Linked DNA regions of Mus musculus: all the other regions are linked to region 1. A link is a contact called in public HiChIP or PLAC-seq data. All regions are on one chromosome and are shown on one strand. Each heading gives the region's core, a stretch centred on a gene start, on an enhancer-like site or on the middle of the called end of the contact. The rest is flanking DNA. Distances are from core to core; before and after follow the strand shown. Region 1 holds the start of Chuk (conserved helix-loop-helix ubiquitous kinase). Region 2 holds the start of Scd1 (stearoyl-Coenzyme A desaturase 1). Region 3 overlaps Abcc2 (ATP-binding cassette, sub-family C (CFTR/MRP), member 2). Region 4 has its middle 20 kb from the start of Scd1.

What was found. HiChIP or PLAC-seq counts read pairs in DNA pulled down with a chosen protein or histone mark.
Region 2: a FOXA1 HiChIP or PLAC-seq map of pancreatic cancer cells shows a contact between it and region 1. The contact joins the promoter of Scd1 here to the promoter of Chuk in region 1. A contact is called at or near these places in 10 of 39 promoter capture datasets (the 3T3-L1 cell line, 3T3-L1-derived adipocytes, the C10 cell line and 5 more), 6 of 115 datasets of contacts at active chromatin or transcription factors (embryonic stem cells, extraembryonic endoderm stem cells, pancreatic cancer cells and 2 more) and 1 of 9 other capture datasets (adipose tissue).
Region 3: a contact with region 1 is called in an H3K4me3 HiChIP or PLAC-seq map of bone marrow-derived macrophages, with 3 times the contacts expected there. The contact joins the enhancer-like site here to the promoter of Chuk in region 1. A contact is called at or near these places in 12 of 39 promoter capture datasets (the C10 cell line, cranial neural crest, embryonic stem cells and 7 more), 1 of 15 datasets of contacts at CTCF or cohesin (the NIH/3T3 cell line), 4 of 484 Hi-C or Micro-C datasets (the C10 cell line, the HPC-7 cell line and embryonic stem cells), 10 of 115 datasets of contacts at active chromatin or transcription factors (acute myeloid leukemia, astrocytes, bone marrow-derived macrophages and 7 more) and 3 of 9 other capture datasets (adipose tissue, embryonic stem cells and liver).
Region 4: a contact with region 1 is called in an H3K27ac HiChIP or PLAC-seq map of extraembryonic endoderm stem cells. The contact joins the enhancer-like site here to the promoter of Chuk in region 1. A contact is called at or near these places in 2 of 39 promoter capture datasets (the C10 cell line and embryonic stem cells), 5 of 115 datasets of contacts at active chromatin or transcription factors (embryonic stem cells, extraembryonic endoderm stem cells, memory CD8 T cells and 2 more) and 1 of 9 other capture datasets (pancreatic islet).

The regions. Positions count from the first base shown.
Region 1 is chr19:44,104,560-44,109,882 of GRCm38.p6, forward strand. It overlaps Chuk (conserved helix-loop-helix ubiquitous kinase), which reads right to left and starts at 2,918. Exons shown (of 21, transcript NM_007700.2): 1 at 2,729-2,918. The coding sequence starts at 2,833. It overlaps Cwf19l1 (CWF19-like 1, cell cycle control (S. pombe)), which reads right to left. Exons shown (of 14, transcript NM_001081077.1): 14 at 4,078-5,323.
Region 2 is chr19:44,405,593-44,410,915 of GRCm38.p6, forward strand. It overlaps Scd1 (stearoyl-Coenzyme A desaturase 1), which reads right to left and starts at 2,117. Exons shown (of 6, transcript NM_009127.4): 1 at 1,794-2,117; 2 at 895-1,168. The coding sequence starts at 1,817.
Region 3 is chr19:43,812,555-43,817,877 of GRCm38.p6, forward strand. It overlaps Abcc2 (ATP-binding cassette, sub-family C (CFTR/MRP), member 2), which reads left to right. Exons shown (of 32, transcript NM_013806.2): 15 at 636-702; 16 at 2,134-2,260; 17 at 4,243-4,419. Among named protein-coding and RNA genes, the nearest start is that of Gm10768, 24 kb to the right of the region's middle. Within about 2 kb of position 3,182, at least 27 of the 459 cell types and tissues checked have an H3K27ac peak or open chromatin away from gene starts, as enhancers often do. A contact at or near this core is called in the HPC-7 cell line, adipose tissue and bone marrow-derived macrophages, where this site is marked.
Region 4 is chr19:44,385,518-44,390,840 of GRCm38.p6, forward strand. No RefSeq gene overlaps it. Among named protein-coding and RNA genes, the nearest start is that of Scd1, 20 kb to the right of the region's middle. Within about 2 kb of position 3,179, at least 425 of the 459 cell types and tissues checked have an H3K27ac peak or open chromatin away from gene starts, as enhancers often do. A contact at or near this core is called in embryonic stem cells, extraembryonic endoderm stem cells, memory CD8 T cells and 3 more, where this site is marked.

The DNA.
Region 1 (5,323 bases), core at 1,668-4,167:
CCAAAAGAGGAAGGGGGAAGCAGGGAGCGCAAGACTTGGATGGACTAGTCTAACTAGGAACCAGGAGGAGGAAGAAAGCTAAAAGGTCAGTCTGGGGCTAAGAGAGACTACAAGCTAGCTTTAGCACTGGGCTCACTCCTTTCACTTTTGTTATAAACAGGCAGGTATCTGATAATAGTTACATCCTATATAAAGTGTTATCACAACAAAGCCAATAAGCCCTAAATTCTGATATGAATGAGGCAGAAAATTATCTATTTGGTATAGGTCATTAATCACAAGAGATCCTTCAACTCCTTAGTTTATATTTCACCTGAGGCAGGATTTTCCCTGTCCAATTACATTAAAATATTAGTGCAGCAAGGGGCCTGTGACTGGGCAGGGTAAAGGGAGGCAGAGCTAAGAGTTGCAGAAACAGAGAGTATCTCAGGAAGAGAGGAAAGCCAAAATGGAGGTGGAGGGACAGGAAGAAGATTCTGATCCCGTGTGGTTTTAAATAGCCACAGGTAGTTATGGGATAATCTGTCTAGCCTAGGTGGGCAGCTTTTATCAGTATCAACTGGTTTTGAAATTATTGTATTGGCATGTTGTGAATTGAGAATTTATTGATATATAAACCTGACTGGTTAATTATAAACTTCTAGAGTTTTGTTTCTACTGGGTTGCTGGATGTTGTGGTGGCTGATAGTGGAGTGGACTGTTGCTGTGTTGGGTTGGCATAGCAGCAAAGGGAACTTAGGAGCTGCAGCCCCACCGGAGAGTTGGCGGGCAGAGAGTAGCTGGATGGAACTCGGAGAGGTGGAGGGTCTTTTTAAATATTTACCACAACACTCACCTACCCCGAGAAACTCAATCTTTTCAAAAAGAATATTCTCTTGGGAACTTTATAGTTGCCAAACAACAACAAAAAGATGGGCTTTTGCTGTTGTTGTTTTTTAAATGAGACTAAGTTGGGTGTGATGACCCCCATAGACTCATGTGATTCAATGGTAGGCCATAGAGAGTGGCAGCACTAGGTACTGTTGGAGGAAGTGTGTCACTGTAGGCTCAAGCTTTAAGGTCTCCTAAGCGCAAGGTACACCCACGGTGAGACACAGCCTCTCCCTGCTGTCTTTGGGTCAAGGATATAGAATTCACAGCTACTTCTTCAGTGCCTCGTCTGCCTGCGTGCCACCATGTCCCACCAAGTGAGAACTGACTAAACCTCTGAAACCAGCCCCAACTAAACGTTTTGCTTTATAAAAGCTGCCTTGGTCATGGTATCTCTTCACAGCAATAAAACCCTAAGACATCTTTCAGTGCCTAGGGTATCAAACTGTACTTAATGTTTATTTCTGAGACAGGGCCTTCTTATGTAACTGACACCGGCCTTGAGCACGATATGAAAGCCACCCAGTCAGGTCTCAAACTCCAAATCCTCCTGCCTCAGAACCCTTGATACTAGGATTACAAGAGGATGCCACCATGCCCACCCCCTCTCTGAAACGGAAAGCTCCTTCAGAGTAGAACATATTATTCTTGTTGATTTGGGTACCATCAGCGCCTGATATAGCAATCAACTAAATCATTTCATGTCCTGTAATTGGCTTACTGTTTTTCTAATTAAAACGTATTCCTCATATATGATGTTCCAGAACACCATTTTTATCTTACTGCTCCTTTTATAAAAGTCCAAGTAATGAGGGTTGCCATAACTTGACAGTGGAGAGCTATCAGCGGAATTACAGTACCTATCTTGTACTTCCTAACGTCTCTGTTACCATCTGACTCAACTCTCAAGCAGGCCCAGAATGTATGTATATTCTTCTAAATATTTTACAGTCAACAAATCCTATACTACAATGATTGGTGTTCAAGATCTATTCCTTACACCCTTCAGGAAAGCAAAACCCTCACTAATAATGCACTGGCTTGTATTGATATGATTTTTTTTTCCGGAGAAAAGATGCGTTTTACTGACTTTTCAAAAGACCCACAACTCAAACATGATTAACTAGGGCTGAGGCTGTAACCCAACGGTAGACCATTTGCCTAGCATGTGCAAGGTCCTGTGTTCCACCCCGAACATTAACAACAACACGTTAAAGTAAGAAAAGTGACTGTTAGTTTGAAAACCTTTTAAGGACAGGAATAACTGCTGTTGTAACGGTTACATGTTCTTCGATAAATCAAAACAAATTTCCTGAGCCTGATCTTAGCTGTCTTCTGCAGAACAAACCCCTCTATTTTCTTTCCTCCGAAGCAAGGATCGATTTCATCATCTTACCCTCACCCTGGTTTTTACCTGAAACGCTCCAATTCCAAAGTCTGTCAATGTTTCCCAAGGGTCAACTCTGGACACACCCGTAAGGTTTCTCGTCTAGTCCAGTCTCCAGTGGATCACACCGCTCGCTCCCGAGGGAGTGTGAGCAGGCACACGGAGACACACACAACACACATACACAAAACACACAACACGCATCGGCACTCGACTTTGTACAGACTCCTCATCACCACACACAGCTGCAACAGCTGCCTGTCACTCACTGCCCGGGGACCTCCGACACACCTGGACCGCGGCCACCCAGGCTCACAAGCGCAGGATGCTCCATCGCTCGCCCTCGCTCACTGCCCCAGCCCCCAGCCCCGTCCAGGGTCGCGACCACCACTCCTCCCACCTTGACTGACAGCTCGGGTCCCAGGGACGCCCAGACAGAGCCCGCGCCACGGCTCCCGCCCCCCGCCTCACCCGGTGCTGGTACAGACTGACGTTCCCGAAACCGCCGGTGCCAAGCCGTTCCCGCATCTCCCAGGGGCCGCCCGCGCCCGGCCGCAGCCCCGGGGGCCGCTCCATGGGGCGGGAGCGCCAGCCGCCTCAGGCAACGCCGCCGGTCTAAGGCCGGTTCCGGGCCGCCGAGGCTTGCGGAGTCCTCCGTCTCGCGAGACTGCGTCACTTCCGCTAGCTTCCGCATGCAGAGTCCCGCCCCGAGCTCCTGGAATCACCCTGGGATTGGTGCTGCCGGAAACTGGGCACCAGCGGCTTGCCCTGGGCAACTTCCAACCTGCGAGGACCATCGTGCGTGCGGTTCCTATTTATTTTATTTTTGTTTGTATAGATATTTTTTAATTAGTTCTTTGAAGGTTTCATACAACGTGTTTTTATTTAAAATAGATCTCTCTCCAAACTCTAAAATCCACATTGTCCCTACCTCATTCACATTTCATCTTTTTGAGAGCCCTGCCCTCTGCCCCTCGAATCCTACCACACTCGCCGGTCGGCACCGGTTAAGGCCACCATAAGTATTAAAGAAAACTGCGCTAACCGCCCTGTTGATTCATTAGCCTTGTAAATCAGAATCTCTCCATAATCCCAAACCAACCAAGGATGTGACTTATTCCAGAGTGAAAACTCTTCTTCGCGACTTCGTGAGTCTCCCTACCGACCTTACTGTTTATCAGCCTTGTTCTCTCCGACTTGAGTTGGAATTGTTTCTGAGGTGCACCACAGGGCTATAAAGACAAGCCTGGAGGAGCTCTCGGTCCAGAGAGGCATACTTCTGAGTGGTGGGCTGCACAGGGAAAGCCAACCCACCTAGCCATTTGAGTGGGTTATCCACTTCATGGACTCTAGGTGTCCTGTTCTGAGACAGGATCTCAATACAGTCCAGCCTGGACTAGAACGTATTTCTCCGTCTTTCCAAGACTGGGATTACAAGCTTGTACCGGGCTGAAGCTAGCGATGCTAATAACTCAAAAGTGTAAGAGTCAGCATAAAATCAAATTCTCAACGTCAGCATGCAATTCGATGTTGTGGGTCACTAATAGTGAGTGGTATTCGATAAACTGGTTTCTATTATTTTCATATCTTTCATGGAATTGGAATATTAAACTTGAAGGTAATAGAAATGAGGCTCTGAGAGAGCATCTTTAGAGCAGAGGAGACGGTCATGTAACAGGATGAAACCTCATTTGCTGTGTATGGTAGAGCCAGGAGTGACAGGTGGGATGCAGTTTCATAATTTGTACTCGAGGGATGCTGAAAACTCCAGCCAAGATAATTCTGTCTAAATTACTCAAACTGGTTTCTACAGTGAGTTTGCTTTTTAAATATTCTATAATTAAAATGCAACTCAAGGTTTATTGCTATAGCCCTGTTTGACTTGGAACTCATTATGTAGACCAGGCTGGCCTTAAAACTCACTGGTCTGCCTGCAGAATGCTAAGATTAAAGACCTGGCCTTTTAATTTTTTTAACTGTAAAATGGTTCCTGTCAGGCTCCACAATCTTCAGGTTTCCAAGACTGTTTTAGTTTTTTTGTTGTTCAGAAACAAAATGGAGGTCAGGAGATTTTTATGAGAACAAAGTGAAACTGTTCGTGGTCTATACAGGAACAATGACCAATTCCTGTCTTCTGGCTTCCAGCTTGCAGCGTCCTCCTGTGCTCACACTGCTGTTTCTCCCTGTGCTGCTCCTTAAATCATAGTCATATTTAAGGTGGAACTGACTGTGTTTGCATAGAATCTCTTGTGCAGTGTATGGCAGAGTCACCTGTCAATAAAAACCCTATGGCCAATGAGCTGAGGCAGGACTAGGAGGTGGGACATCCAGCAGAGAGGGAAAAGGGTGCTGGGGTCAGGGGGAGCAGGGGAGGTATGAATGAAAGAATTCTGGGAAATAGTCAGGGGGGAAAGATTGGCCCTGAAGCTGAAGGAGAGGGAGCCAGCCACTTGGCAGGCCTTAGGATAAACTGGTGATTAAGTTATGAGCCAGCTGGGGAACCAGCCAAAGCTTTTGGCCTCAGAATTTATTCATGAAATATTAAGAAGTCTCAGAGGCCCTACTTTGGGGAACAAAGAGGCCAGGTGGAAAAGCTCTAGGTTATAGCATTTGCCCTTTTTATTTTGTAAGTTCACTCTGGTCCATACCCTGGCTGTTCCCGAAGCCCAATCACCAACCTAGATCTGCATGAGTTTGAGAATTATCTACCTGCACTCTGGACACAGCTGTGAGATAACTCAGGTGTCTTACACACATGAAACATTGAAAATGCACTCAAAGCCCTAGCCCCAATCCTGTTCTGCATGAGTCTTAGAAGAAGCGTCTAATGGCATTCTGGACACGTGTACTGGGTAACTCCGGTATTTTAAACATCTAACACAACACATTCAAATTAAACTCAACTCATGCCCTTAATCTGCCACTTCCTTTTGAAATTAGACTCTAAACTCTGTACCAAGGGCAGCACACTGGGGCACTCACAAGCTATACTCCTGGATCTCAGAGTATGTCCTAGCACAGCAGAGTTAACTATCTAAAAGACAGAATGGACTCTTTCATGTGAGG
Region 2 (5,323 bases), core at 867-3,366, 300 kb after region 1:
TACTGTTCCAGAGAAACCTGCCATGTCTTAAGGAGAGGGGACCTCTCTGAGAGACCCCCTGCTTCTCCTTCCCAACTCAGGTTTCTTAGACGAAACCACATGTAAAGCTCAAATGTATCCCAGAGGTGGCCCACACCCAGTGAATCCCCGGGGAGCTGAATTAGAGGCAGGGCTGCTGAAAGTCCATTCTCTGCCAAGGAGGGGTCACCAGGGCAAGAGGACTGGACTTCCGAACGCTTTGGGTCCTTCGCACTTCATGGTCTCAGGGGACACAGCAAGAGCAGGCTAGATGTGGGAATGGAACCAGAACCTTATTTCATTCTTTTAACATGCTGCTGATTCGCAGGTGCTGCACCCTGGAGAATGACCTGGCGCAGAACACCCACCTGGAGACTGGGTGCTGTAGAAACCTGCATCGTCTTTCCCCAAGGCAAACCAGCTTGGTCTAGTCAAGAGTTTGGAGTCAGAATAGTTGTGTGGAAATAACTGCCTTTTGTCCCTTTCTTTTCAAGGACTGCTCTGGTACAGTGTCCTCGGGGTCTGTTCCCTGCCCTGGCTGAAGAGTAGTCCACAATTGTCCCTGACTAGCACGGGATTTCCCATGCCTCTCAGGTAGGGCTGGGTTCTCTTGGGTCAGGTGGGGCCAGGATGCACAGCTTAAGCAAGCGTCTCATACAGAAAAGCTTGTTCAGAGAGAGTTGCTTCTCTGCCTCAGGTAGACCCCTCCCAGTCTCCTGCACAGGGACTCAGTATTCATGTTAAGTCCCACAAGGAACCAGAAAAAAAGGCTGGGGAAATCTGAACAGAGCAGCCACTGCCTTGGGTCAGAGGGTACCTTATTAGAGAGCAAAGAGAAATCTGAGGCACTGGCCCAAGACAAGGGGCGCTGCTCACCGAAGAGGCAGGTGTAGAGCTTGCAGGAGGGAACCAGTATGATCCCGTACAGGCCTCCCAAGTGCAGCAGGACCATGAGAATGATGTTCCTCCAGACGTACTCCAGCTTGGGCGGGGGTCCCTCCTCATCCTGATAGGTGGGGTCGTGAATATCTTCTTTCATTTCAGGACGGATGTCTTCTTCCAGGTGGAGGGGCACCGTCTTCACCTTCTCTCGTTCATTTCCGGAGGGAGGTGCAGTGATGGTGGTGGTGGTCGTGTAAGAACTGGAGATCTGCAAAGAAAAAATTCAGTCGGGGGAGGCCGATCTGTGGGGCTCTCTCTCTCTGTCTCTCTCTGTGTGTTGTGTGTGTGAGAGAGAGAGAGAGAGAGAAATAGGAAAGAAGAATGAAACATTTATAGCCTCAGTAACACACAAAGGGATCCCCGTGTAAGTTATACAAGTATCGGTAGGACGGGCTTTTCTTTAAAGCAGCGGTTCTTAACCTGTGTCTCACGCTCAGCCCCTTTGGGGGTCAAATGTCCCTTTCAGAGGGGCAGCCCAAGACCATCGGAAAACAGATATTTACATTACGATTCAAAACAGTACCAAAATTAAAGTTATGAAGTAGCAACGAAATCATTTTATGGTTGGGGGGGAGGGGGTCACCACAACATGAAAAACTGTAGTAAATAAAGGATCGCAGCATCTTGAAAATTGAGAACCGCTGCTTTAAAGCTAAAGGCACGAAAGTTGGGACTCATCTGCCCAAATTACAATCTACACCTCTCAACCAACCGGTCACGTCAGAATTCGAGAAAGCCCAGTAGTCCGGAGAACTCTCAACTTTCTCCTCCCGGGACCAGTCACCTAGCTGCGTGGCCAGTGCAAGGAGCGAGGGCCGCTTCTGGAAGCTCACCTCTTGGAGCATGTGGGCCGGCATGATGATAGTCAGTTGCTCGCCTCACTTTCCCAGTGCTGAGATCGAGCGTGGACTTCGGTTCCGGAGCCCGTTGGTGTAGGCGAGTGGCGGAACTGCGCTTGGAAACCTGCCCTCCTGACTCTCGGGATGGGTGTTCAGCCCGGTCTGGCTGTGCACAGATCTCCCTGGGCTGGGATTTTAAAGGGTAGAGCAGGCGATGGGATGACCGTGTTCAGTATTTCCTCAGCCCCCTTTTATCGGCTGCCAGCAAAGGGTAAAGAGCGCAGAGATAGCTAGCCAAGGAAGCCAGGCGTGGAGGTGAGGGAGGGAGGGAGGGAGGGAGGGAGGAAGGGAGGGAGGGAGGGAGGGAGGGAGAGAGAGAGGGCGGGACCAAGAACGGGAAAGAAAGCCAAGTAGATTCCAGAGTAGACCTTGGAGGCGCCGGGATGCTGAAGGCATCAACAGGGCGCGCTGCTCCAACCCCCTGCCTGGGGATAAATGCTAATGTGCCTCCTGTGAAGCCCGTCTTGTCATTGGCCAAAGAGAATTTGGTGCCACCTTGTCCTGCCTTTTCCATTGGCTAGGCGCAATCTGCTGTTCCCTCTGCCTCTAGCTTCTCGCTCTCTCCTCCCCTCTTTTTCTCCTTATCCTCTTTGCTGTGGGCTGATGGGTGACTTTTCTTTAAGAGCAGGATAACGTGATTCCAAGTAGGAATTGTGTGCAAGCCTAGGACTTTGGTCTGGCGCTTAGCAAATGGTTCACTGGGGAAATCGCATCGAAAGAAGTGAGGAAGACACTGGCTACCGCCACTCACAACTCGGTCTAACTTCACATCTACCCCCACTTCCAGGCACCAGCAAAGAGAAACCCCGGGAGACTGGGATATGAGGGTGCGCCCAGGGCTCTGACCCGGGAAAACAATAGTGTATCCCTTCAGCCAGCATCCGGTTGCTGCTGCGTTCTTGACAGCACACGCTGAGTTACAACTGCACTCACTCATTGGGCTCCGTCTGCCGGGGACCGCCTCTGCTGGGAGCCAGAGCCCAATCCTAGCTGCTTCTCCTCAAACGGGACGGGACGTTTGAGAGCTCCTTAGATCCTCACGTTGAGATTCCAAGAAAAGGGACTAAGGAATCAAAGGGCCTGAGTGTGCGGTGCGAATAGCAAACAGGCACTTTGCGATCCCTAAGAAGTCTCAAGAATTTCCTTTTTGTTGAACCCACACTGACCCTGAGCAGTAGGTATTCCTTGGTACTTACTGTTATTGGTTTCTTTTTAGACAAGGTCTCTGAAGCTCTGACTGTCCTGGAACTCACAGTGTAGACCAAACTGGCCTCAAGCTTCATAGATCTGTGTCTGCCTTTGAGCTGGGTCCAGCTCCTCGGTCTTTTTAAAAAGGAAGTGAAATTTAAAAGAGTTGAGGTTACCTGTGGTCACGCTTAGCCAGTGTATGGTGGAGCTAGGAATTGAGTATCAGATGAGTGGCTCAAAGGTAAAGGCAGGCCTGGCATGGTGGCGCATGCCTTTAATCCCAGCACTCAGGAGGCAGAGGCAGGCGGATTTCTGAGTTCAAGGCCAGCCTGGTCTACAAGGTGAGTTCCAGGACAGCCAGGGCTACACAAAGAAACTCTGTCTCAAAAAGCCAAATGCAGCCTGGTCTACATAGTGAGTTCTTTTCTTTTTTTCCTCTTCTCGCTTTTCTTCTGCCTGCCTGCCTGCCTGCCTGTCTGTCTGTCTGTCTGATATCAATGGCTTTGCAGCCTACTCTACATAGTTCCTTTCTTTCTTCTGAAAAAAAAATTTAAGATACGGTTTCTCTATGTAGCTCTCACTATGTTGGAATTTGCTTTGTAGTCCAGGCTGGGCTTCAAACTCAGAGGTGTGCCTGTCTCTGCCTCTCAAGTGCTGGCATAAAGGTTTGTGCCACTAAGCCCAATTTACAAAGCAAATTGTAGATCATTCAGGGTTACATAGACCTGTTTGACAATAGCAGCAGCCAGGTTCTCCTGGGAATTTCCCCTATTCCCTCATTCTGCTCTTATCCCCTAGATCTGGGGATATTACCTGGACTAAACTGTAACACACGTTTGCCAGAAAAGACAAGGGCAGACCCAAGACAGCATGCAGTATAGGAGTCCACTACCTCTCTCCAAAATCAAGCTGCTATGCTAGTGAGAAAGCTTTGGGGCCCCAGAAAACGTTGGGTAAGAGAGAGTTGATTTCAGTGTCTCTAACTGGAGTGGAGACATAGTAGGGACCGGGTTTGTCTGTAATCTTATATGACTGTAACATGGCACCCACTGTAGACTTCAGGAGCTTCCAACCGAGCACACACTAAGACTGCATAATAGGAAAGAAAACTGTGGAAAAACACACGAGTTGGTATCAGGAATTATTAGGACAGTGACTAGCTAGAACGCCTAAATAAATACGATTTGCTTATAGTATATATTTTAAATGTTTATTTTTATTTTTAATTATATGTCTCTATGGGTGGGTTACATGTGCCCAGAGGTATGAGAATCCCTGGAGCTGCAATAACTGGTGGTTGTGAGCTGTTTGACATGTGTGCTGAGAACTGATCTCTGGTCCCCTGCCAGAGCAATGAAGGACATTTAACTACTGAGCTGTCTCTCTCTCTCTTTTTTTTTTTTTTACAATATAACTTACAACTCTCAGCACATGCCTATAATCCCAGCACTCAGGGGGCAAAAGCAGATAAATCTCTGAGTTCCAGGCAAGCCAGAGCTACCTACATAGTGAGGTCCTTTCTCTAAATAAATCAAATTTTAGCATTGTAATTCAGCACATGTTTTAGTGCAGATGAAGGGAAAGCAGAAGGTAAGTTAGAGATGAGGACGGGCATTAGAGCTTTCCTCTGGGTACCAACGGAGTCTTTAAATTCTAAGAGATTGAAAAGAGAGCAAGGAAAAAGTAAAAGTCAGGTCCCACTTAGCCATTTTAAGTAAACACACAGACCTTAGCAAGAATCCATAGAAACGGAGGCCGCTCGTAGAACTGGAGGGCACTCATAGAAACGGAGGCCGCTCACTCAGTCCCTCTCAAGCACGCTGGGCCCATTATTCCGACAAGATTGTACATATTGAGGGCAGGTCCGGGAAAGCAGGTTCACGCTTGGAAAGCCCCTGGATCGTGGCCATCTCTCTGCGTGCCTTTATCCCACAAAGCACCTGGCCAGCTGACTCTTCTGACCTAGAGGGGCACGGTGAAGATGTGTTCCATTGTCCCTCACTGGCAGACACTCTTTAAAAACTGTCACTACTATTGAAAAGGACTGATTGGCACCTAATCTAGAGTGTGTGATGTGTTTGTGTCACCGATCCCATCCTCTTTCATTAACGTAAAAAAACCTGAAGGCCCTCATGGACGGAGGAAGAATGGCCTTCGGCTGATCATGTGAGACAGTTTCCATTCTGTTTCTCTAACTAGGAAACTGTTTCCCTTTCGAGCAGAGGTCACCTCCCGTCGGAGGCTCTAGGTAATAACAGAGCAGAGTTGTCATTTTG
Region 3 (5,323 bases), core at 1,932-4,431, 290 kb before region 1:
GTGCTAGAAGCAGACTACTTATAGGCAGGGCTTAAGCACAGCAACCAATGAAAAGGAAGAGCTAGGAGATCCATTCTGAATTGATTTGTCTTGTATAATAAACAGTACAAACTATGTTCTCACTTAAAGATAAGTACTTAGCCAGATTTCTAAGCAAAACAGCTATTTGGAGATAAGCAGGGAGTCCTGCAAGGGACCCAGGAAACAGAACTCAGACTAGAGCCAAGTGTGGGGATGGGGAAGGTAACTTGGGATAACAGAACATGAGGGTTCTGAATTGTAAGGCATCCATTGCCAGAGCAGTGGCCCTGGAGTCCAAAACACGGAGGGCTCAAATAAGGATATAGAACTCACGTGGAAGATTAGGTAACAGAGGGCTGGGGGAAGGGTGGGGGTGGAGATGTGGGGGTATTGGGGCTGGGGTTGGGATGGCCAGGGCATCTAGAGGTCCAAAGAATTTGAGTTTCCAAGTTTAGGTTCATTGCCTCCTGCTAGTATAATAAGCTCAGCACCTAACAGAGGTGATTGCGGGGGCTGATAGATGAATCAGAGACACATGGGCTAAGGAAAGACGGACAGTCACTCCAGTACCGGCATGTCACTAAAAGAGAAGGCTTTTCCCCTCCTCTCAATAGATAAAGCTGTGCAGTTCTCAGAAGCCTCTTTTACTTGGGACCGGGACTTGGAAGCCACAATCCAAGAGTGAGTTCGATCCCCTTGCTTTCCAGCTCTTCCTCAGGATCCTACCCTGTTCTCAGAAGACTCTATTCAGTGGAACACCAGAAAAGACTGTATGTTGTACTCACCTGGATACTAGTTTAGGCTCTGCCCTGGAGGGGTGAGCCGAGAGTAAAGGTCCCTCGCCTTTCCCCATGACTCTGTCTTCTATCGGCTTTCGTACACGTGTCTTCAGTTAAAAAAAAAAAAAAATCCATGAAGACCTTTGTTCCTCCAGATACTAGGTGGAGAAAGTGCACGCACTTCGTGAACTTTAGAATCTGGCTTTTCTCCCCAGTCTAGGCAATGGGAACCATTGCTGTAGATGTCAGACGTGGGTGTGGCTGTACACACCTGCCGTCTCTGAAGCCAGGAGGCTCATGCAAAGGGATCCTTACTTTGAGTCCCGTCTGGGCTAAGCTACTGTAGACTACTCCTGTTCACTACTATAACCAACTCATTCTTGCGTGCTGTTGTATATAGAGAACCAGTTAAGCCCACCCCATTTTGGACTCCAGAACCACCATTCACTCCAGCTATGGGTGCCTTCCAATTCAGAAACTGTGTGTTGTTTCGTCCCAAGTAACGAACTCCATGACTTCCTACCCTCTCTCCTATTCCTGTAGCCTTCGAGTGCACTCTAGGGTCAGCACCAGGGTCAGTCAGAGCAAAAGGCACTGCTCTAGCCCTCCCAGCCAAAAGCTTTCCTTTGTAGAGAGGAAACCAGACACAGTTCCCACTTCACTGCTGCCGTCCAGAGCAGGTTGGGAAAGACTATGTGACAGCTTTCCGATGTTCCAAGTGCATTCTGAACTCAAATAGTTAAGCAGGCACAAAGAGTCCCTGGGATTCTAACTCAGTGTCCCCAGCCACACCTGTCCCCAGCCACAGAGGTCTGATCTTCAGGGTTAGGGTTAGGGAAGGGAATTTGCTTTCAGCAAGATCATAGAACAAATACATTTGAGAAGCATTAAATAACGAGTTTAGTGTAGAAGCAAAAATCCAACTTTGCTACTTTAAAAGCAAAACCTTGGTCCAAAGAAAGTGACCTGTCAGAACTGCCCGACCCCACAGTATCGGAGTCGAGACCTGAACCAAATCAGGTGTCGAGGCTCCTGAGAGGATGCCGTTCAAATGTTCAAATGAGAACTTTTCCCCTCTAGGGAAACATGTACAGTTGCAATTGCCCCTTGAGTAGGAACTTCTTTGATGAGTCTGATAAAAGGAACGCATCCTTCAGTGTCTTGGAACTTAGCAATAATAAAGATGCACTTGAGGGTCTCATACACTCACGGCGAAGTCTCTAGTCTTGATGGGAAAGTTATCTAAAATGAGATTTCATAAAGAGTCAGAGAAATGCCTTGAACGACTGCCCCCCACCCACCCACATCCTTCAAAAACATTTCTCTCTTTCAGTGTGAACCTGGACATAAAACCAGGCCAACTGGTGGCTGTGGTGGGCACTGTAGGCTCTGGGAAGTCCTCTTTGATATCAGCCATGCTGGGAGAAATGGAGAATGTCCATGGGCATATCACCATCAAGGTGAGTGGAAGTGTAATGGAGAAAACTCGCGACCCCAAACGCAGGCCTTAGTGCGGTTTCCTTATTTGGCTCTTAGAGACATCTGATTCGACTGTGAACTGTAGATGTTCTGCCTCACTCCAGTCTTATACAATCAGACTCTGGGGAAAGAACCTAAGGCTCTGAAGTTTTAATGAGCTGTCAAGGTGATTCGTACACGCATACCAGGTTATTTAAACCGTTGACTAGAGATGGCTTCCTTCACAGTATAGGCATTTCTGTTGTAGATGTGTGTGTGTCTGAAAACCTCACATCTACAAAATTATGCAATAAAAGTAAAAGGACCAGGGGCTGGAGAGATGGCTCGGCAGCTAAGAACACTGACTGCTCTTTCAGAGGTCCTGAGTTCAAATCCCAGCAACCACATGGTGGCTCACAACCATCTGTAATGGGATCTGATGCCTTCTTTTAGTGTGTCTGAAGAGAGCAATCATATACTCATATACATAAAATAAATAAATAAATCTTTTAAAAAAATCTTGAAACAACAACAACAAAAAAATCTTTACTTTGTAATCAGAGTCCCAATAATAAGCAACAATAAAATCAGTAATGACAGTAAAGTCAACACTGGCACATTTGCACCTAACGTCATAACTAGTCCTGAGTCTCTCATCCTCCCAGTGACTGTAACTGAACTCAAATCCTTGTAGAGACAAGACAAATGCTCTCCCTCTGAGCTATAGCCCAATTGTCTCTTTGCTTTAACACCTCCCCCCACCCCGTGTGTGTGTGTGTGTGTGTGTGTGTGTGTGTGTGTGTGTGTACTTGTGCCACAGTGTCCATGTCAAGGTCAGAAGCTAACCTCAGATGTCTCTGTTGCTGTTCATGATTTGTTTACCGGGTTAGCTGACCCACGAGCTTCCAGAACGGGTTCTACTCTCTCTGCTTCCCAGTTCCCCTTGGGGCACTGACGTCACTCGGACACATCCTACTGCGTCCAGCTTTGCATGGGTTTTTGGAACTAACCTTTTCTGCCAGCTCCCTTTTCTTGCATTTTGATTTAAAACACGTTTGTAGCCTGTCTCCTTCTGCAGCCCACGCTGGCCTTGAATTTGTGATGTCCTCTCTCAGCCTCCCGAGTAGCTTTCATTTCACGCTGTGGCACAGTGCCCAGTGCTCCTTCTCTGAGAGCTACATCTTTAAGCAGAATTCCTAAAACACAATGTTATGTTTGGTTTGTTTCTTTGTTTGAAAACAGAGGAAAGTGAATTCTCCAGAGTTAGATTTACAGGAAGTTATGAGCAATTTTCCATCATTAAACCAGCTACTATCTGGACCACAAAGATTGCTTTAGCCCCTCCTAAGGCTCTCTTTAATTATGAGGAAGTTTGCGCTGGGTTGCTTTATCTTAACCTGTTTGGGGAATCAAACATTTCTTCTTTCACAGTGTGCTGAGATCATGCCTTCTTTAGCAATCTCCAACGGGCCATGTGTGTTTTCTTAAAACACGTGCTGTAGCAGAGAGGAATACAGATTTGACTCTGTCTCCTGACTATTTTTAGGAGACTTTTTAATGGCTAACGTACAATTCAGTCATTCCTCAAAAGCAGTCATTTATCAGTCTCTATCCTTTTGCTGTGTTAATTTCAGCCTCTTTGGATTGTCTTCCCAGGGTCTCTTCTATGCCATTTGAAAGAATTAACATTCTATGAGCTCTAACCAAGTCATTGGATTTGACTAAACCCCTGTTCTCAGCAGCAGGCAGCAGGCACGTGCCTTCTGATTTTTCAGGATCAAGGCAAGAGAACGATAGGAGAAGACATGCAGGGAGGAGAATGTTTAATGGCAGGATGCTGCTCTTACTTTCCAGTCAGCAGATTGATAAATCCCAGACACTCAGGGAGCCTGGTTTACAGCTCTACAAACCTAGGCGTTGCTTATTCTCTCCAGCCTCCAGTCTGTAAGCGTGACTGTCAGATGCTCTGATCCTTCCCATTTAGGGCTCCATAGCCTACGTCCCTCAGCAGGCCTGGATTCAGAACGGGACCATCAAAGATAACATCCTGTTTGGGTCAGAATACGATGAAAAGAAGTACCAGCGAGTTATCGAAGCGTGCGCTCTCCTCCCAGACTTGGAAATGTTGCCTGGAGGAGACATGGCTGAGATCGGAGAGAAGGTACGTGGGGCGAGGAACCTTGAAGAAAAGCAGTGTCTTAGTCAGGGTTTCTATTCCTGCACAAACATCATGACCAAGTAACAAGCTGGGGAGGAAAGGGTTTGTTCAGCTTACACTTCCACACTGCTGTTCATCACCAAGGAAGTCAGGACTGGAACTCAAGCAGGTCAGGAAGCAGGAGCTGATGCAGAGGCCATGGAGGTATGTTCCTTGCTGGCTTGTTTCCCCTGGCTTGCTCAGCTTGCTTTCTTATAGAACCCAGGACTACCAGCCCAGGGATGGCACCACCTACAATGTAGCCTTGACTGACCTGGAGCTTGCTGATCCAGGCTGGCCTCAAACTCACAGAGATCCACCTGTGTCTGCTACCTGGGATATAAGGCCTGCACCACCGGGACTGACTTTCAATTTTTAAAACTTTGTACCTGGAAGCAAATACAAGAATCTTTAATAAACATTGATTTTAGTAACTATATATATTATATCCATTAGATAGATATACCATAATTTACTTAGAAATTTTTTAATTACTGCATTTTAAAATATTTTTTATCCTTTTCTCCCTTTTCAAAAAAATGAACAAAACAATCAATTTAAAAACTGAACATAAACAATTAACCAGTTATCTTTCTGTAAGGATAAGGCACTGGTCTAAGGGAGTCCCTTACAGCCCACCAAGGGACAAGGATCTTGAGTCACTAGGAGATAAGTGAAAATGTAGCTCTAGGTTGTCTTTTCCTTTAAGTCAGAACCCATTAATTGAACAACTACTTAGTGTTCCCTGCCTTTAAGTCAGCTCCACTTGCCCACAGGGCGGAAAGTGACAGAGTGTTCAAAAAACATACTGCATGCTAAAAAAGTTGGACAGGACTAATTATTTGGGCTAACATTATTTGACTAGAAG
Region 4 (5,323 bases), core at 1,929-4,428, 280 kb after region 1:
ATTTATAGTCCTGAGCCAAACTGAATCTTGTTCCCCTTTAAACTATTTCCAAGCACACACTATTCTTTTTTTTCTCTCTCTCTCCCTTGACCTGTGTGCGTGCACGAGTGCTCAGTCCACAACATACATGTGCAGATCAGAGGACAACTTACTTAGAGTTGGTTCTTTCTCCTATTGTGTGGGTCCCAGGGATACAGTTCGGGCTGCTAAGCTTGACAGCAAGCGGGTGTCTCTCTCGGCATCCCATACTACTCTTTAGATTGAATGCCCTTCTTACAATGCACTGGGATTTGCATTCGTGTCTATTTGTGGGAGAGTGTGCTGTGTGGACATAGTAGGTTGGGGTGTGTGTGTGTGGGTAGGAATTGGAGTTTTTTTGCATTTGAGTGGGGGGTGGGTGCATGTGAGAGTGGGAGGATCTGTGTGGGGTGAGAGGGAGTGGGGTGGGTGTTTGTGTATAGTCCTGGGGACACTTCGGTGCGCGAAATATACAAGGTTAGAAAGATACTGCATTTGTCAGACGCAGTTAGGTGTGTCTTGAAGAGATGCAGTTTGGGTGTGCCTCTAAAAGTCCCCATAGATAAGATGCTAAAGAATGCAAAGTAGTCCCCTGTTTTAAGGCTTGTTGCTGGGGAGAGGTCTCCTGGTCTTTGCTCTATGAGTGTCAGCTGGATGGCCTTGAGCTGCCCCACCATAATGGTTGGCACCTACTGTCTTGGCTTGGAGCCCCTCACTTTGACTGGGGCATGGTCAGCCTGCCAAGGCTGTAGGGGAGGAGCTGAAGATTTCTTTGATAGCAATCGGACCTTTGGGCTCTCTCTCTCTCTCTCTCTCTCTCTCTCTCTCTCTCTCTCTCTCTCGGCTTGGAAGAGCTTCATGCAAGAAGCTCTGGGTAAGAGAGAAGGATTATTCCTGGGCTTGCAGGAAGCAGAGAGAAGTGGCTGGCAGGACACAGGTAGAACAGGATTCTAGGAAAAGAGAGCTAAGCAGCCCTCTGGGGTTTGGGAGAGCTCAAGAGAAAGGCAGAGTGACACAGAGATTCCTAAAGAGCTGGCAGGTTAGTTGTTGGATCAGACTTGAAAATAAATATATTTTTTTTATATAGTTAAGAAAATAAAGTTGCCTCCCCAGTTCCTGCCTCCTGTGTCCTTGTTGGTATAAATATTAGATAATTTAAAATTTTTTATATATTATACATTACAACTGACTGTTTATATGCCTCTATGGAAAAACATGTTTTTGTCACTTGTCCTTGTGATTGGAAACTTTCCTCATGTGACTCCTCTTAACCCTCAGAGTATAAGTTGTATGAACCTCTGGATAAAGTTGGCCATTGTGTGAGACTTTATTCTGAGTCTTCTATCAGCTCCATTTTCCCAGGCCCCACTGCCAACTAGTAGTAGACACCCCAGAAGATGTTTGTCTCTGCCTCCGATCTACCACTAGGGGTGAACTAGGATTAACGAACCTGCAGCATCCAGATTTCACCTGCTCTGGGGATTCAAACTCAAGGCCGTCTCGCAGCCCACCAATAAGCACTTTATTTTTAAAGAATTATTTATTTTATATATGTGAGTACACTGTCACTGTCTTCAGATACACCAGAAGAGGGCAGCGAATCCTGTTACAGATGGTTGTGAGCCACTCTGTGGTTGCTGGGAATTGAACTCAGGACCTCTGGAAGAGCAGTCAGTGCTCTTAACCACTGAGCCATCTCTCCAGCTCCTCACTAAGCATTTTTTTTTAATGACAATTAATAGTTTCACAACTCAGCAAGAAGATGGTTGTGGTTAGGACTTGAACCAGGGCTCTGCATATGCTAAATCCATGAATCACCATTTTAAAAGTCTTAATGACTGCGAAGTATTTCCTCAAATGTTAACTGACCTATTAAAAAAGAAAAAAGTACGAGGCAGAAATCCAAAGGTATTTCACCAGAGCTCTTCTTGCTGGCACTTGGAATTAATTTTCAGTTACACAACACCACTGTAGTTTTGTGTGTGTGGTTAGGCCACTGTCTAGTTGCTTGCTTGGTTTTGATTGGGGGAGTTTGGTGTTTTTCTGCCTCTTTGCTCTGTACATTGTTTTGTTACCATGCTGCACTGTCATTGAGAAGTCTTATTCTGTTTCTCTCGATAACCTTTAGATTCCCAGGGTAATATTTCCACAAGCATGTAAGGTTTCTTACAACCCCAACTCTCATGTCAGAAACTAAATTCCTACTCTCTTCTCTTCCCAAAGGTGCTTTTTTTTTCTGACGCTGGCAGGGGTGAACACTGGCTTTGCTGCCACTAAAGATAAAATTCCATCGTGTTCTACTTCCCAGAGTGCTCTGCTCCAAACACCTCTCAGAGGTCCCCTTTCCCAAGTCCATGCTGCTCTTCTCACGTGCAGTCAGATAGGTCCCTGCCAGTCCCAGGAGTTGTATCAAAACTAGGATCTGACCTTCCAGCCCTAGGCGGCTGCCCTCTGCTCTACTGCGGCCAACACAGTAACTTTCTGAAACATAGTTTTCTGTCCTACATGCACAAGACTCTTCACGAGAAACAATCAGGCCATTCGCCTTTAATGTCAGCACTCAGGAGTCAGACGGATTTCTACGAATTTCTACACATAGCGGGTTCCAGGCCAGCCAGGATTACACAGTGAGACCTTGTCTCAAAAGGTTTTGTTTTTCTAAGAAACAGCGAAACTCTGGGTTCTTCAGGCGGGTATTCACAGCCTTTTTCTGTACTTTCCCCTTCCTACCCTCTTCCTACTCCTTCATCCCTGGAGACATCAACCTGGAAGGTTCCTGAAGACTGCTTTCCTGTCCGGTCTCTCCTTGACCGCCCGGTCTTTAATCTGTTCTGAGTTAGTGGAGCTCTGGTCCCGCGCTGTGCAGATTAAGTACAACGCACCCTGTCTACTGTCTGTTCAGTGTAGGAATCGCTACCTAAAAGGCAGCCCTGGACCAGAGGCCACACGCGAGTTCCCTGCCTTTCTCCCCTGCAGGAGGGATGCCAGTGTCTACATAGGACTTAACAAGTTAGCTCTCCTCCGGCTCCAGACCGCAAAGTGCGCACGCACCTCCAGACCGGCAGAGCCGCAGCGCGGCTGCTGATTGGCTGCGCGGGGTCAGGCGCTGTGGGCCGAGTGAACGCGAGTGACCCCGAGGGCGGGTGCTGACCGAGAATAACCCCGGGAGGGCGTGCCTCTCTGGGTGTCCGCACCCAGGACCAGCCTCGGGCGAGCGCGAGGGGCCAAGGTGTGGGGCTGAGGGTTCAACGCCCACCCCAGAAGAGCAGGCGGAGCTTCTGCACGGCCTCTCCACCCCCAGCTCAGTTTGTGGAGGCTCACAGTGCTTTCGGAGGTGTCGCGGGTCACTGAGAAATGCCCTAGTGACCCCAGTGAAATGGCTCCTCCTCACACTGTCCTTGATCCAGGAAAAAAACATGGCAGGAAGCTTTAGTTGGCAGAAACTGAAGTTACTCAAGGTGCAGCTTCTCTTGCCACGTCGTACTTTAGGGACAAAGGGCTGGGTTGATGGGAACAGGCTTTTGTGAAAGACTGGAGGAACGGGGGACAGTGAGTTCGCGTGAAGAATGAAGGTTATCACGCGAACATTGGTAGTGAAAGTTTAAAAAGGTTGCTCCACCGTGGAAAAGGTCAGTGAGTGAGTCACTCCACTCCTACTCGTGTGCCCAAATCAGCTGCAGACATCCACAATGTTCTTAAGAATTTTTACACAAATGTCTACAACAGGACCATCCACAGAAACAACTGAACAGTTAGCAGATGTTATCTGTGGAGCAGCCTAATGCTCTGGAGCTAGACATAGAAAGCCCATTATAACTGAATGGTGACTCTGTGTGTGTGTGTGTGTGTGTGTGTGTGTGTTTAAGTTGATTCCTCTTCAAATTGTATGTGTGTGTGCCTGTGTGTGTGTGTTAAAGTTGATTCCTCTTCAAATTGTGTGTGTGTGTGCCTGTGTGTTTATTTTTAAGTATACATGTATGTGAATTAAAGAGAATCCTTCTATTGGTCTGGAATCTTTATAAAGGAATAAGACTAGAGCCACAAGCAAGCTTGAGCCATCTCTGGCCTTTCCACTAAAGCCTGGGTGGGGCATAGTCAAGACAAAGGGTCTCTCTGAGACCATTGGACAAATCACTGAACCACTGTACCTCTGTGGCTTGGGTGTGGCAGGCTTAGCTGCACTGTGGGGAAAGGCAGAGTTGGGTCATCAAAGGGGGAGTGTTCTGCCTCTGGCAACCTCAGAATAGAGTCCTTGCTGCCTGTAATTAGGGATTGTGGCACTTGCCCTAAGGTCAACATTCAAGAATCAACGTAGTTAACTCTGGGTCACAGAAGAGAACTCTCCCTGTGACATTTCCCACAGTTGGTAGCAGAGTTAGAATCTAAAAGAAGACAGGAGATTGTTCCCTGATTCTATCCAGTGCTATCTGTTTTAGGAGCAGGGAGACAGTTCTAATAGAGGAAGGTAGCCTTGAGGGTCTCAGAGCTTGCTTGGGGAGGAGAGCACAGTTAGGCAAGCTGCCGTGGTAGAGAAAGGGGATTAAAGCAGCATGTGGTTGGATGTTAAGGGAGGGTGAATGGCATCTATTCCTGACAAACAGAAGGTTGTACGAGGTGGCTGGACATGGTTTTAGCTTCCTGCCACTGCCAGCCAGGGAGGGAGACCACACCACCAGGCTCTTTCTCTCAGTATAACTGGGTATCACTAGCAGGTTCCTAGGCATTAGACATATCTGGGTATGCCTGCTTTGTCCTGTCTTCCACACACAACATAGCCAGGAGGCAGGGGGACAGTGGGACCTGCAACCAGACCATTACAACATATTCACATTCTTCTCTCCTAGGGAATTCTGCCATAGGGACCACATTTAGGTATTTACAGCGTGCTATACAGTGAGATGAGATGTCATCTAGACCACAGCACGGTGTTCCTCTCTAGGAATGCTATCCATATGTATCATTATGTCTTCCACTCTGTAGATTTAGAACTTGGCTTCTTCAGGTTTCAGAGAATTAGAGTTGTGTTTGTGTAGTGATACAAACCCTTTTTAACTAGTCTAGTACATGCTCTCTGGATTCTACAACTACCGTACTTCAGTGTGGCCAGACTACAGTTTATATATCAGCTGCCTTTTGTCACATGGCTTGTATTTGTTCCCTTGACTTTTGAATCTAGACTATAATTAAACGGAATATTGAGTATTGCCTTTAGTCAACTAGTTTAATCAGTGCCCCTCCCACTTTGAGACAGGGTTTCTCTGTGTAGCCCTGGCTGTCCTGAAACTCACTTTGTAGACCAGGCTGG